Linked DNA regions of Danio rerio: region 2 is linked to region 1. Evidence: chromatin contacts called from public HiCAR-type data. All regions are on one chromosome and are shown on one strand. The core of a region is the stretch at or near the end of the contact, and the rest is flanking DNA. Distances in the headings are between cores, read along the strand shown. Region 1 holds the start of zgc:110782. Region 2 holds the start of calm3b (calmodulin 3b (phosphorylase kinase, delta)).

Evidence for each region. HiCAR-type assays count read pairs that join an accessible place to other places.
Region 2: a HiCAR-type map of caudal fin shows a contact between it and region 1, with 8 times the contacts expected there. The contact joins the promoter of calm3b here to the promoter of zgc:110782 in region 1. A contact is called at or near these places in 2 of 18 Hi-C or Micro-C datasets (caudal fin and hematopoietic stem cells) and 2 of 4 datasets of contacts at active chromatin or transcription factors (caudal fin and embryo).

What each region holds. Positions count from the first base shown.
Region 1 is chr21:30,244,168-30,247,024 of GRCz12tu, forward strand. It overlaps zgc:110782, which reads right to left and starts at 1,466. Exons shown (of 2, transcript NM_001013485.2): 1 at 1,407-1,466.
Region 2 is chr21:29,798,057-29,800,913 of GRCz12tu, forward strand. It overlaps calm3b (calmodulin 3b (phosphorylase kinase, delta)), which reads left to right and starts at 1,481. Exons shown (of 6, transcript NM_199570.1): 1 at 1,481-1,560; 2 at 2,343-2,373. The coding sequence starts at 1,558. It overlaps slc3a2b (solute carrier family 3 member 2b), which reads left to right. Exons shown (of 9, transcript NM_201514.2): 9 at 1-390.

The sequences.
Region 1 (2,857 bases), core at 216-2,715:
AAACAAACAGAAAATAGGTCATTTTTTTCTGGGAACTTTTTGGGAATTAAACTGTCAACAAATTATTAATGATCTGGAAGTTGATGAGACTTAAATTTCAGTATGTTGATTTAATTCCTATTATAATAGAATATTGAGAATGGGGCAGGGCTTTCTCTTTGCACATGTCTTTGTAGCAAAGTAATGCTAGATGGCATGCTTAAGAATATTCTAGCTACAGCTGTCAAAACTGACGTCAACAGAGAAGAACTGCCACTCCTAATGCAAAGCAAAATGTCAGACTTTGAATAAAGATTAATAAAACAAAAACCAAAAATTAAGTGGATTAATTTGCATTGGATTAATTGTTCACCTAAAAAATAACAATGTGCACCAGCAAAATAAATATTGTAAATTTTGATTTCAAACAGACTTTTAAATCATATCATTACAAGTACAGATCTTTTGTTTTGTCATGGTTAAAGTCAGATCTGGTATGAACTCGGGCTATTTGTATGAACTTATGTTTAAGCCATTTGTTTGCAGTAATTAATTTATATATGAATTAATATATCTTAAATATAGAAAAATAACAGTTGAATTAGTTCAAAAAATGAATATATTTTTAGATTCATTTTGGGTAGTTCTTTCCTGTATTAAAGATGTTAAGAAATAACTGTTATGCCATCCCACATTTGTCTTTTTGTCCAAGTTTCATAGACGTGTTTGCTTTAAAGCTAAATTTGTAAGGCTGTGATTTGCTTCGTTTTTGTTTGGATTACTTTACAACAGGGGTCACCAATCCCGGTCCTGGAGGGCCGGTGTCCCTGCAGGGTTTAGCTCCAACTTGCCTTAACACGCCTGCCTGTATATTTCAAGTATACCTAATAAGACCTTGATAAACTAGTTCAGGTGTGTTTGATCAAGGTTGGAGCTAAAATCTGCAGGACACTGGCCTTTCAGGAAACAGTTTAGTGGCCCCTGCTTTTTGACTTTAGCGGCTTATTTAAAAATAATAATTGGACAAAAAAAAAAATAAAATTGGACAAGCACCAACCTTTTATTGTGAAGCACACCCATTTAAAATGGAACCCAAAAACATTTACGGTATTAGCTTTACCCGTGGGAAGCTAGTCTTAATATAGGCTACAAGCTTGAATATGATTGATTAATTGTAGACAATCCAAGATAATTATCAGATCACACTCCCTGGACATGTTTAATAAAGTTTAAATTTAACTTGCATACCTTCAAACACCAACTTTGATCTCGTGAAAGTACAATAATCCTAACCGTATACTAAACTACAACTGACAAAAGTTACTATAAATACATACATTACTTGTTTGATAATAACTAATGACATTAACTAGAACATAAATTATTTTATTTTTTTGTGATTAGGCTAGTTTGAGGTTTATACTCACAAGCGTACAACGTTGACAGGAACGTCAAATTGTTGATTCAATCCCGCGTGCTCCTCCACTGCGCACTGACGTCACATCCGCTTGAGCAGTTCCCTGTGATGCAGGCGCAGGGTTCGTTTTCGGGCAGCGGAGGGCGCGTTTATCGACGCTGTGATCATTGTATGGTCAGTTGTTCTTTTGTGAGCGTGTTCAGGGAATATGGGGTAGGGAACATTACAGGACCGCAGAAAATAACAGAGCAATGATGAGGTAAACAAATCCACGACACAGAATTTTTTAAATAGCCATCATGTTGCCTTTATTCACCAACAGATATGTAAAACATACATGGAAATGAGCAGTTAAGAAGCATATTAAACCCTAAATAAATCCAATTGCATTACATTTATCATTCGGAAGAACTGTCTTATCTTGAGAAAATGACACCCAGTCAATAGCTGGACCAAACTGCAGTTCTCACTTTTATTATTTCACATTTAATTGTCTACAGTAGTTCTCAACCCTCAAACCCTTTAACTCCCTGTCTTCATAAGTCAGTTCATCCACTGTTATAGGATATCATATCCCAAGCAAACTAATATTTTTGTGTCACTGTCAGAAAAAAACAGCTAGCTGTATTATGAGTGCTGTGTATGCCTACTTTGCATGAAACTTTATTCCATATATTTTTCCATACATATATTTTAAGACCCATAGGAGGACAGACTAAGTCAAAATACTCGTGGTTAACCCCCATAATACATCTGGGAAAATTATAATTTATAAAAACAGTCATAATCAAAAGCCACAGTCTAAAATTTAAAGGAAAATATAGTTTGAAAATTAGTGTAAACTTTATTAAATTACTTTAAAATTTAACTCATTGTTCAAAACAATAATAAAATAAGAACATTTAGTATTTTGTATTGTTCTTTAAAAAACTTTTAGTAAAAAAATAACACTAACTTGAGACAATTAAAAAAAAGGTATTTTAACACGTAAGGGTTTCTCTATACATACCTGACCCAAAATGACCCAGACATAAAATGTTGGGTTTTTTTATATCACCATTTTTAATAAATCATTTGCTTTGTGTTGTGAGGGTAATATGCAAAACTTCTATAGCAAAATAAAACTAGGATAAAGTACAGCTACTGTAAACTTTATATTTAAAATTAAATAAATATTTTTCGATGCAACTCATTTAAATATTGTGGCGATGAATAGTCACCATTACATGTGACCCATTTCAAAAGCTTATTATACCTATATTAAATCATAGGGACAAACTTGGCACAATAATTAGTTTCCTGAAAATGACCCTGAAAGGCATGTTCACATTTTTATATCTTGAACTAATTAGATTTTGTTTGCTTTATTTTATTGTTTATTGTAGTGTTTTTTTTAAACTTTCATTTCTAAATGTTAAAGCTAAAGCATCCTAACAGTAATAGATGGGTTCATACCAATAA
Region 2 (2,857 bases), core at 231-2,730, 450 kb before region 1:
TGTAAACTCGTAGCTAGTGTGAGGTCATTGATTGTTACATGCAAAAGTATTTGATTTGGCTGTTCTGTTACAGTATTTATCCTGTTTTTAGTTCTACAACACTGGCTTAGAGCATCAGATTGTACTGTTACAAGTGACACATGCACAGCCTAAACTGAACATGACTACTAAACTGAACTCTGAAGCTGGTAGTTTTACATTTGTTGTTACTATAGATACATTCCGTGGAAAGAAAATACATTTTTTTTATTTAGACCTTTTTTTAATGTGTGTTTTTTAGTTTTAAACAGTGTCCTACACCAACTTTAAAATAACTGTTTCTTCTTCAATGTAATTGAAAAAAGACGCATGAAAATGAAAGCCGTGGACAATAAATTAAGTTAAGCAGTTCATCTTTGTTTGTTGTGTCATTGTATTCTTTCAGGTGGGGTTCCCTCATTTATTTTCATAAGTGTTGCCAGCATAATGAGATGTAACAGAGACGTGGTTGAATTATTAAAATCTGCCACCATAAAATGGAGCAGCTCTCATTGTCTCCAGCATAGCATGATATCAGGTGTCTCTACTAATGACTTCTTTATTTAGAGCTATTCATTATGCATATGGAGAGCTCAGTCTCACCTGGCTATTTTAATGCATTACGGATTTATGAACCCCTACAGAGATCGGCTCAAGAGTGATGAGGGAAACTGTCTCATATGTAAGTTATACGAGATCTCTGAGACTTAATCATCTGAACAAAAAAGTCTGATATGACTGATATTATGTGTACTGTTTAGATCTAAACGGAAATAGTTACATACTCAAAATCACACAGATAAATGAGCTCTTTCCTCATGTCCTCTTACCTTCTCACAAACTTTTCTGGGTCAGTTACTCATGGGGGACCACAAACCTGACCAAGCCTACATTTTCAGGTAACACACAGTGGTTGCTTACAATCTAAGTTTGTGCGTTTTTTTTACTTTTATAAATAATAATATGTCCAAAATAAAGGCATTGACTTAAAGTGCCGTAATTATTATAACAAGTGTCTCAGGCAACTGCAGCACAATATGCACAACTCAGTTTTCCGCGTCTGTTCCTTTAAGAGCTGCTCTCTTCGAGGACTCCCTGACGCATTGCAGGTGGCTGATAACCAATCAAAAGACATTTCCTAGGTCAGCTGACGAACGCCATCACACTTCTATATATAAACTCTCGGAACATACGCTCAAGCGAAAGCCGCCGTTGTTTGCTATAGCATTTAGGAAGGATAATGCTAAAAACCGATGATAACACTATATTGATTCATTAAAAGAAAATAAAACGCTTTAATTTTTTTGATTTGGAGTTCAAACATTTTATCTCCGTGGTGTAGGGATACCATAGCAACAGCTTTGTTGTCAAGGAGTGCGACGTCCCACTTTGGACCGAAGAGCCAAGGCGGAGTGATATTGAAATTTGGGCGCACAGCAGCAGAAGATAGTGCTTGACAATCGCACGGGTGGGAAGCAACGCTTGGATTTTCGTTTATTTTCTCTACGTAACGAGCAACGTAGTCCACACTAAAATACAATGGTAAGCACGGCTTCATTGCTTTATCCTAATAGCCAAAGTAAAACGTAGCTATACAAAAATGACTGGGTGTAATGGCGAGGTGATAGGTGTGAATGGACTAGCGTTAGCTTAGCTCCTCGGGAGCTAGCCGTCATTCTGTTGAAAGAGCGCGCGAGCTCCAGGGCAAACGTCACTTAAAAACGGATTACACGCAGTTTTCACACTTCACAATGCAACGTAAATATTTTGCAGCACTTCATATTGTCTCAAAATTGTGCCATGTGTTTACAGCGTGAAATGCGTTTTACTAGCACATCCTTGATTGATTCCCTGTTGCTAGCTCGCCTCATGTCGGCGTCGGCAGGCAACGGCTCGAAAAACATCGTTGATGGATGTACAACTCGGCCTCATTTACCTTAGACAGGACCATGAACATTCTTGTGCAAAATGGCTCAGCTTTTTCCCTAATATTTGTTTATAATTTGAGATCGGATGTAAACTAATTTATTCAGTTGCCCTCTAACTATCGTATAAGCCATATTCAAATGCATTTAAAACAGCGCGTATGCTATTTTAGTCAAATGCAGCAGTGTAGTCTGCCGTGACAGCGGCGTTTTGCTAATTCACAGAGCCATGAGTTGGGCGTTGTAGTGACGAATGACATCATCAAACTTGTAAAACGCGCTATCAGGTGTTGGACACGTTCAGTTCACGCAATATAGGAAGTAGAGCTTCAGGATGACTTGAAACAATCTTTATTATAATCTATAATTAATTATTGCCTTTTGTGTTCTTCCTTGTAGGCTGATCAGCTAACAGAGGAGCAGATTGCTGGTAAGGAGAATAATTGAATGGTTCATAGAAAGAACAATATCAAAGAATTTACTCCCCATCACAGGTGTATTTACTTTTCTTATTTTAGACAAACGAAGTTATATTAATGTCATACGTTCACTGGTGGGTTCTATTGACAGCAAATAGAAAAAATATTCTGTTTGACTTGATCAAATATTGATTCACTCTACATTCAAAGCTTTACATTTTAGTGTTTATCTTGGGAAGACCATTTTTAATAAGACCTTGCCATAGCATATAAATAGTACTTTAAACCTTTTACTGAACTCCACCCTCATCACAAACTGCCAAGTTTTACATTTCAAAATTGTTTTACAATTTAATGAAACTTAGATAGGTGTTTGGCCTTAATTTAATAGCAATTTTACATTTCAAACATTTTGTAAAACACTTATTTTACTTAATTTTTAGTACAGTATTTTTATCGTACAATTGCATTTGTGACTTATTCTTTCTTTTTTTA